Regions from separate parts of the Mus musculus genome. Here regions 2 and 3 are each linked to region 1. A link is a contact called in public Hi-C data. All regions are on one chromosome and are shown on one strand. Each heading gives the region's core, a stretch centred on a gene start, on an enhancer-like site or on the middle of the called end of the contact. The rest is flanking DNA. Distances are from core to core; before and after follow the strand shown. Region 1 has its middle 7.4 kb from the start of Gm52008. Region 2 overlaps Bcl11b (B cell leukemia/lymphoma 11B). Region 3 has its middle 40 kb from the start of Gm33341.

What was found. A called contact is a pair of places that touch in the nucleus more often than the background predicts.
Region 2: a contact with region 1 is called in a Hi-C map of Th2 cells, with 2.0 times the contacts expected there. The contact joins two enhancer-like sites. A contact is called at or near these places in 8 of 484 Hi-C or Micro-C datasets (CD4 T cells, CD8 T cells, Th1 cells and 3 more) and 2 of 115 datasets of contacts at active chromatin or transcription factors (embryonic basal ganglia and thymocytes).
Region 3: a Hi-C map of double positive thymocytes shows a contact between it and region 1, with 2.1 times the contacts expected there. The contact joins two enhancer-like sites. A contact is called at or near these places in 5 of 484 Hi-C or Micro-C datasets (CD4 T cells, CD8 T cells, double positive thymocytes and 1 more) and 3 of 115 datasets of contacts at active chromatin or transcription factors (embryonic basal ganglia, regulatory T cell precursor and thymic regulatory T cells).

What each region holds. Positions count from the first base shown.
Region 1 is chr12:107,116,964-107,120,019 of GRCm38.p6, reverse strand. No RefSeq gene overlaps it. Among named protein-coding and RNA genes, the nearest start is that of Gm52008, 7.4 kb to the right of the region's middle. Within about 2 kb of position 1,454, at least 30 of the 459 cell types and tissues checked have an H3K27ac peak or open chromatin away from gene starts, as enhancers often do. A contact at or near this core is called in CD8 T cells, Th2 cells, double positive thymocytes and 3 more, where this site is marked.
Region 2 is chr12:107,907,660-107,910,715 of GRCm38.p6, reverse strand. Bcl11b (B cell leukemia/lymphoma 11B) reads left to right here. Exons shown (of 4, transcript NM_001079883.1): 4 at 1-313. Among named protein-coding and RNA genes, the nearest start is that of Gm33341, 85 kb to the right of the region's middle. Within about 2 kb of position 1,540, at least 11 of the 459 cell types and tissues checked have an H3K27ac peak or open chromatin away from gene starts, as enhancers often do. A contact at or near this core is called in Th2 cells, double positive thymocytes and regulatory T cells, where this site is marked.
Region 3 is chr12:107,782,455-107,785,510 of GRCm38.p6, reverse strand. No RefSeq gene overlaps it. Among named protein-coding and RNA genes, the nearest start is that of Gm33341, 40 kb to the left of the region's middle. Within about 2 kb of position 1,455, at least 25 of the 459 cell types and tissues checked have an H3K27ac peak or open chromatin away from gene starts, as enhancers often do. A contact at or near this core is called in CD8 T cells, double positive thymocytes, regulatory T cells and 2 more, where this site is marked.

The sequences.
Region 1 (3,056 bases), core at 205-2,704:
TAGCATCTCTGTTTGTACTGTGGTGTCTGACTGAACTCTGGTACCTTTTATTGTACTCTAGTGTCTCTGGTTGTGAGCTTGTATCTGACTAAACTTTGATTCTGAGCTGGACCCTGACATCTCTGGTTGGACTCTGGTATCTGACTGAATGTCTCTTTTATGTGTAAGTACAGTGAGAGGCCATTGAAATTTATTGAAATTCTATGTATTATCCATTGCTCTCCTTTGCTTTCTGTGTCTGTTGCTAACAATTTAAGGCCAACTCCTCACACCTTCTTAGAAACTCTTCCGTGACATTCATACCTAGCTCTCACATCTGAGCTTACTCCAGAGAGTGGCAATTATTTCTCTCCCTGGCCAGTCAGTAACAGCCTCCAGAACCTTGGCTTGTCTCTTGAAGAACATTCTTCTCCAACTGTGATCTCTCTTCCATCCTCTAATGAGCATCGACTCTCTTGCCTGTGCAGTCTGTTCCTTTAAGAAATGCGACCAAAGAGATGGGAGCTAAAGGAAAAAATAACTCACAAAGAATCTGCAGGACAATGTATGACGATTACTTTCCTTCCCATCGTGAAGTCCTGCCCCATTTTATTGCTTTCGGTTAGCGACACTCTTTTCCAGAAGAATCTGAGTTCTGGTCACATTGTGCTCTCACGGAGGAACGCCCCAGATTGGCAGGTGCTTCAATCGAGTTAACCACAAGCCATGGTGTCAACTGGCTAAACACCCACTTAAAAGACGTGGGACAAAGCTTAGGGCAGCCACCTGCATATTCCCTCACACCAGGACTCAGGAGACAGAAAGGCTAAGTCTGAGTGGGAAGGAAGCAGGGGAGAAGAAGCTGTAAAGGATACAACCCAGGCCAGTCACCCGAGACAGCTATTTCATGGGAATCTCTTCCTGATGCTAGACCCTGAGGGCAGGGGCACACAGCCACAGCAGCGTTGTTCTGAGCTTGAGTTTTAAACATGAATCAGCCTGAAATCAGCTCTTTACAAAGGCTCGCTAGAGAAGTCCATGTTAAAGACTTGGTACAGGGGGGGGGGGGGGGGAAGAGTACAGGCCTCCTCTAGGGAGAAGCAGGGCAGCATGTGCATGGCCCATTGACTCTGGCCCATGTGTGGCCAGCCTGCTTCTTGGTTCCCCCATGTAAACAGCTAAATGCTCCTATCAAGAAGTGCTAAGGCCAAGATGAAGAAGGCAGAAGCATGCCTGAATAGCATGGCAGCCTTTGGATGCAGAGCAGGTAATCTGTATGGAAGTGAACATAAGGGAAGAGAACCCATCAGTAAAGTGCTCAGAGTTTGTGGGACTGGGTATGTTCTTCATGGCTGAACTTTCCAAAGACTGTGCTTGTCATTTAAGATCAATAAACACAAGGCTCTGCAGGCTCACTGCGAGGCAAAGCATCAGGACCGGAGGATGGCCATGCCAAGTCTACCCTCACCCCACTGACGAGGCTCTGAGCCCTGCCTTCTCTTGATAAGGAGTGCCCCCTGTCTTCTCTTAGATGCCAGCACATAGCCCCATCATCTCCAGAGTTCTTGGTCAGTGTTTGCTGTAGAACCTCAGGGTGAGTGGTGGGTGGAGCAACTTATTTTCTACAAAAGAGTCAGGGACTTGTTAAATGACCTCAACTCCTAGAAACCAGAACATGTTAAGATTTTTTTTTAATGTTCCCTGAGAAAGACAATTCTAGTCTTTGGAAGTGCCAGGGTTGTTGCAGAGCCTATACTTTCAAAGGCAGCTGAAGAGTACCCTAGAGAAGTCCAGGAGGAAAGAAACATTCAGAAAGAGGCAAGAGTGAATCCAAAGTACTCCATCCAATGGGTGCCACTCCTTCTAAATAATTAAGCTGATGACCTGGCCATGACTTCTAACTATGATTTGGCTTAATTGATGAACAATAAAACACCAGAGTTCAGCAAGGCAACAAAGAGCATCAAGACCAAAATGTGAACGTGATATTGTTATGCCGAGAAGAACGCATCTATAAATCCCCTTCTGCCTCCTTGCAGGGACTGCAGATGAATATCCTCACACTGAAATTATTTTGGAGTCTAAAGTCAGTTTTGTAAAATGCTCATGAGGAAAGGAATATCACACAAGACATAATTCTAAAACTCGGGTGGGGATAGAAGATATGCACACACAGAGGTGTGTGCATATGACATTCTGTTAGTGAGTGAAGCCCAAAGGAGGAGATGATGGTTTCAGCAAGGAAGGATGGTGGTGAGGTGTCATGCAGCATTCTCTATGTGCAGACCACAGGCTGGCTGCTTCAGAGGGGCATCTCCTTTGGTCTCCCCACAGGGTTGGTGGAGTGTTGAATTTTCTGCAGAAAAGGGGTAACATAATTGCCCGGAGTCCTTAGCTCTACAGTAGTGGGAGAACTGAGCCTCACACCTAGGCAGGGGGCCCAAAAACTCTCATGCTCATCTAACTGTCCAGCTTGAGTGAGAAAAGATGCTAGTGGAAGGAGCTTAGGCCATACAGTAGCTACTCACCTCATGGCTGGGCCAAAGCATCCAAGAAAAAGCAACTTAAGGAAAGACAGAGAGAGTCATGTAGGAAAGAGCCTGAAGTGGCTGGTCACATTGCATCTGCAGTGAGAAAGACAAGATAGATGGATCACAATTCACTGCCTTCTTACTCATTCTGAGCTGAGATCCCAGACTATGCAGTGGTCCCACCAACATTTAGAATGTGTCTTCCCTTCTCAATGAACTTTTTATATATATATACATACATACATATATATATATATATATGTATATGTATATATATATATACACATATATACACATATGCATATATGTATATTGTGTATATGTATATGTGTGTATATATGTATATATGTATGTATATATTACTATATATGTATATTAATGTATATATGTATATAGGTTATATGTGTATATGTATATGCATATATGCATACATGTATATAGGTTAAATGTATATATGTCATATGCATATATGTATATATGCTATAGGTATATAGGTATACGTATACACACACCCATATATCTCAGATATCTTTGGATAGTTGTTTC
Region 2 (3,056 bases), core at 291-2,790, 790 kb before region 1:
AGCAAGTTTGGAGCTATTTATTATTGCTTGGTATTTGTGCTCTGCTTTTAAGAATGGGCACTTGGTTTTATTTTTGTTTGTTTGTTTTTTTGTTGTTTTTTAATTATGGATAAAATGTTGAGATGACAAAAGGTCATTTCAATATGGCTTAGTAAAAATATTTATTGTTTCTTCTCTGTACAAGATTTTGGGCCTCTTTTTTCCCCCTTAATGTCACAATGTTGAGTTCAGCATGTGTCTGCCATTTCATTTGTTCAAAACCAAGTTTGTTCTGGTTTCAAGTTATGAAAATAAATTGGGACATTTAACTTGATCTCCAAACCTTGTCCTTTTCTGTGTCTTTTAAAGGTGGGGGATGGACAGCTTATTTCTAAGAGGGGATTGAAGGTCTCTGTTTTCCCTTCTGATTTATGCTTTAAGTCCATGGCCAGGAAGAGAGAGAGAGAAAAAAAAACCACTTCCAGGAAGCAGAGAGGTTTGGAAAGGCTCTTAGCCCCGGCTATACACCATGTGCATACACAGTGAGGCCTTGTCTCAAGAACAAACAGCAAAATTAAAATGAAGAGGGGAAACGGCTATGAAAAGCAGTTCACGGCAGCCCAGGGTAACTCTGGTAATCACGGATCTTCCATGCTATGCTCCCTTCTCAGTCATGGTCAAGCACCTCTGCCGTGGGTTTAGCAGATGCTGTGACCATATCCTGAGTTCAGTTAAATCCCGGGTTGGGCCACGTGAAACCACTTATTTATGTTTTGCCTGGGAGGTGGGGAATATGGTCTCTAAGCTCTGCATTCTGGAAGCAGTAGCCAGGTCTCAAGTCTGAGGTTAACCTGGGTTCTAATATTGGGGTCCAGGCCAGCTTGGGGTGTATAGCAAGATCATGTATGAGAAAGAGAGATAAAGAGAAAGATGGGGGAAGAAGGAAATAGAGAAGATGGGGAGGAGGGGAGAAAGGAAAGGAGAGGAAGGAAAGAGGAAGACAGGAAGGAGGAACAAAGGAAGGAAAAGTGACAGGCAGAGACTCAGAACTGGAAACCAATGTATTGGGTCCCAGACAGCTTCTCTGTGCACTTGAGCAGCTGCTCTTGGCTTTCCAGGTCCTGAATGAGGGTTCAAGGTCAGACAGCGGCTCTGATGGCCACAAGGGAGGATTCCCTCCCCTCCCCTCCCGCCCCCTCCTCTTCCCTTCCCTTCCCTTCTTTATGCAAGGCGTTAACAAGTGGAAGAAACAGTCTCTGGGGTTCACCAGTGTCAAGCCTTGCACAGTGAAAGAGTCTGGAACTTTTGGTTCACATGCAGAGCAGCCTGATGGAAGATGTCGGGGTTCTGTAGGCTTCTGGGTATGTCTGCACGGGTGAAGTTACGCTGCTTTCCTAACTCCACGTGAGCTACATGGGAAGAAGGAAAGGTCCTCCTGGGTTCCTGATCTCAAAGCGACAAGGGAATTCCACCTGAAATCACCCACCAGTCTCATCATGAGCTGAGTGCTGTGCTAGTGAGTGTTCACTGGGAGCGCGGAAGGAAGGGAGGGAAATGTAGGAGCCTCATGGCCAAGGCGCTCTGTGGGTTCCGCCCACGGAGGCTGAGGCGACCAGACAACCAGGACGATGTGCTACCCTCCATCACGTCTTTAGCCCAAACCAGACAATGTCCTCCCAAGAAGCAGTCACATGACAGAACAGGAAGAACAATTTGAACCGCTGCACCGGAAGTGGAGCAGAGCACTGCTTGGTGATGGGGAGCAGGAGAGAAGGGCAGGCCCGAGTGCTTTCTAGAGCCCAAGGAACAAGAATTCCCAGGGAAGACATTTTGTTTGTTTGTTTTGCTTATTTTTCCCACAGCCTTTCCCTCAGTTGGCTTAGAAACACAGGCTTTAAGCCTTAGTACTTCTTACCCAGAGGGATAGTGGAGCTGAAATGGTCCAATCTCTTACCTTAAGAACTCAGAGAGTGAGCTCTTTTGGGGAGGTGGGGAGGGGAGAAGAGACACTCTCCTCTTTAAGCCAGGGGAACAAATGCTTAGGGTTGAGTCATGGAAATTGTTCAGATGAACAAGTTAGCGAATGCTCAGGCTTACAACAAACCGAGGGCCATGGGGCAAATAGGGGACAATGTAGGGCAAAGAAAGGGCTTGATGGAGTCTCAATCGGTTTCCTTGGTAACTTTTTATGATCTCAGGTCAGTCTCTTCCCTTTTCTGGGCCTATAGCAAAGGGTTAAGGCAACAGGGCTGAACCATTTTGCCCTCAGACACTAAAGGTGATACCAGATGCCTGGGTTCCACCAACAGAGCAAGCTTGACAGCAGAATATCCCGGTTGCTGGCTGCGACTGAAGGTTTCCCCCGAGATATAAATCCTGGGATCTCTGCAGTTTCCAATCGTCCCGTTGTGGTTTGGGGCATCTCTGAAGTTTCTGGACAGCTTTAGTCACCCCATTCTGAGCTGCAAGGTCCAGCAATTAAAATGAGAAAAATTCCCTTGTCTGCTTTGGAGATAAAACCAGAGGAACGGGACTTTTTATGTTAATGTGATGGAGATACATAACGAATCTCATGTAACTTTCAAGCCGGGAGGATGAAAACGCTGACGCTCCGTGCAGGTGATGCCTTAGCCACTAATTGCCTGCCCTGAATAGTCTTCAAAACGGCTCCATCGGATTCTGATTGCAGACCATCTAGGATGCTTAAAAGACGTCTAAACAGGCTCAACCTGGAAACCAATTTAGCTCCAAGGCAGGGACTGAGCTGAATGTCATGTGTGTGAACGCAGGGAGGGCTCGGCTTGTCTCCTCGCTCCCAAGGAGAGAAGCAGGAGAGGCAGAATTTTTCCCGGGCTAGGTGGTGTGGGTAGCAAAGGAGTGAAGAAGAGGGAGGAGTGGACCAGCCATGAGGCAGGAGGGCCAGGAAACTGTGCTGTTCCTTCAGAGAGGAATCACCAGCAAGATGAGAACCGAGGGAGAGATGGTGCCTCTTACAGAGGGCAGGAGGGAGAAACTTCACAGCGCTTGGAAGAGCAGAGTCAAGTTCATAGAGAAGCAGAATCCCAGAGATGGCTGGC
Region 3 (3,056 bases), core at 206-2,705, 670 kb before region 1:
TCTTCATAAAAGCTGGGGCTCAGGACAGTCTGATGGCTACTTGGGTCATCCCTAATGACACTAAATGACACTCTGGAGCTGCTGATGCGGCAGCAGGAGACAGCATCTCAGGTGAGGGACAGCAGAGGATCACTAGGAGTGACTCACAGATTCCCCTGAATGTAGCTATTCACAAACCCCAGCTTTGTAGTCATAGATAGGGGGCACCAGCTTGGCTTCTCCAGGGACTGGTGGCCACCAGGAACAGAGTCCCCTTCATGTCACTCAGATACATGGGGATAGAACAAACTTGGCAGGAAATCTATCCTACATCTTATATGTCATGATGGACAAACCCAGGGTTCCCTAGGCTAGGAGCTACAGCAGCATATACTACAGACTCCAACAAATAAAAAAAAGGCTTTGATGATTTTAGAACTGAACTATAAACTGTCAGAGTTCTCAAGTGCTGCTAAGCAGGGCAGACAGAGAGAGATGGCTCAGTGGATAAAGGTGCTTGGTGGCCAGATCCCTGGGTCCCTAGTACCTTCATGGTGGAAAGAGGAAAGAGTCCTGCCATTGTCTTCTGACCCCCCCATCCACATGTACTCTCTGACATTCACATACCACTCCCCAAATAACTAAATATGAAATGATTAAACAAAGAAAACAAAACAAAAAAGCCTGACCAGTCTATGGGTAGGTTTACTGTTTTACCCAAAGACTATCATTCTACAATTATTTGGCACCATCTGTTTTCAGTTGAAAATAAAATGACTTAAGACATCATTCTTCTGTTGGTCAAGGGGAGAACATGACAACAAGACTGGTGGTCAGTACCTCGCCATGAACTATTTCTCTGTATTTACCTTACTGACTGGGGTTTGGTTAATCAATTAAAAACCCGTATTAATAGAATTGGGCAGAACAAAAATTTAAACATCTGGAAGAAATATGAATAACTAACATCAAGTTACTTGGTGTGTAGCAGGCTACCACAAGCCAGCAGCCTACTCAGCTGCAGAGGACTGGCCTTCTGGCACCCGAAGAGATGCAGGTCTCAGGTTGGAGTGTGTGGCTGAGGAAAAAACCAGCTGAGACAGTAGCCCTGGGTCCAGGGCTGGCTTCATGCTTCACAGCCTGGGCGATTGCAGAAAGTCATGTGCCCCAAATGACCACCCTTGGCCTTCTGCTTGCTCTAGGTGGCTCTCCGGTCCTCACCATTTTGTCTCTGGATCTGTGTTTTGTGAGTGGTATGCAATGGGTTGCTGAAGCACGCATGTGGCACATGAGCAGGCGAAGTGTCACAGTTGGCGATCCAGTTCTCCACACCAGGAGCAGGGTGTCTGCCAGTCACTGGATGCAGGGGGTCATGAGATTCAAAGCAGGTACGAGCTGATGTCCTGGGGAAGTCACCAGCCGCTGAGAGCTGGTTGGGTTGAGCATAGTCAGAAAGTGGGGCAAAGCAAATGAGTTCATTTCCTGTGTCTTTCCACGGTCTGGCAAGATTGAAATGTTCAGTCACACATGATAGACGGGGGCTAGAGTCTTCAAGGGACCATGGTGTGTGTGATGGTGATCCTGGAAGGTTGAAGAGGTCGTGCTACCTCAAGGTATTGAGTTGTTTGTGTGTTTCCCGAGATGCTCCTCTGTACAGACACTGCACACTCACTTGTGTGAAAGTGTTTCAGTGATGTGGGGCTTCACACCACATAGCGCATAGGGCAGATGTCACACTGGCTCTCACCCCTTCTGTCATTTCAGAACGTACCTACTTTTATTTACATGCCAAAGGCGACTGTAGCACAGCAGTCGCTGGCTCACAAACCCTGTGTTTACTGATCTTTCCACAGCTAATTTCTACCCCTGTGCCCCCTGTGGCACCTGCTATTTCCCCATCATGGCATTTGTGCAAGTGTGCGTGTGAGCGTGTGTGTGTGTGTGTGTGGGGGGTGTGGTTGTGTGCCTATGTACAGTGTGTGCATGCCTCTGTGTCTCTGTGTCACGGTGTGTTCGTGTGTGTATTGTCTGTATATATCTTGTGTGTGTGTGTGTGTGTGTGTGTGTGTGTGTGTACCTGTGTCTGTGTATCTCACATGTGTATATGCATGTGTGTGTGTGTTTGGGTGTGTATGTATGTTAATCTGTACATGTGTGTATACCACACAACATAGTTGTTGGCCGACTATTCATCTCAGTTTGTGTAAGTACCCTGCTACTGCCTCATGTTCACACAAAGACAAAATTGCCTGATGCTGCACTTCTCCCAAGTGCCCTGTGGTTTGGCAGTGTGGGGTTGGATACACACACTCTAACCACTGTAGACTTGTACCTTGTGCTCAGATGGTCAGCCACCTTTTATCTAGAATGTATGCATGAGTGGAAAACTTATGCCAAAACTTCAAAGTTTTGATTTCTTCATGAGGGACAATGTCTAACAGAGATAGAAAAGATAGAGAACTCTCTTTCTCTCTCTCTCTCCCTCTCCCCCTCTCCCTCTCCCTCTCTCTCTCTCTCTCAGACACACACACACACACACACACACACACACACACACACACACCAGACACATACATTCTCTCTCTCACAGCACACACACATATATAGGCACATATTCTCTCTCACACACATAGGCACATACTCTCACACACACACAGAGCATACACTCACACTTACTGGCACACAGACACATACTCACACAGACACACACACACACATACATACACACTCACAGACACAGCAAACACATACACACTCATATTCTCTCACACAGACACACATACACACACAGCAAACACACATACAATCATTTTTTCTCTGACATACACACAGCACACACACACTCACATTATCTCTCTCTCTCACACACACACACAGATACGCACATATGCACACATAAACTCACACACTCTCACACAGAGCAGACACACACTCACATCCTCCCTCACACACACAGCACATACACACACACTCACATTCTCTCACTCACAGAGAGACACACACTCACAGATACACACACACATATGCACACATACACTAACACACTCACACAGAGCAGACAAACACACACATCCTCT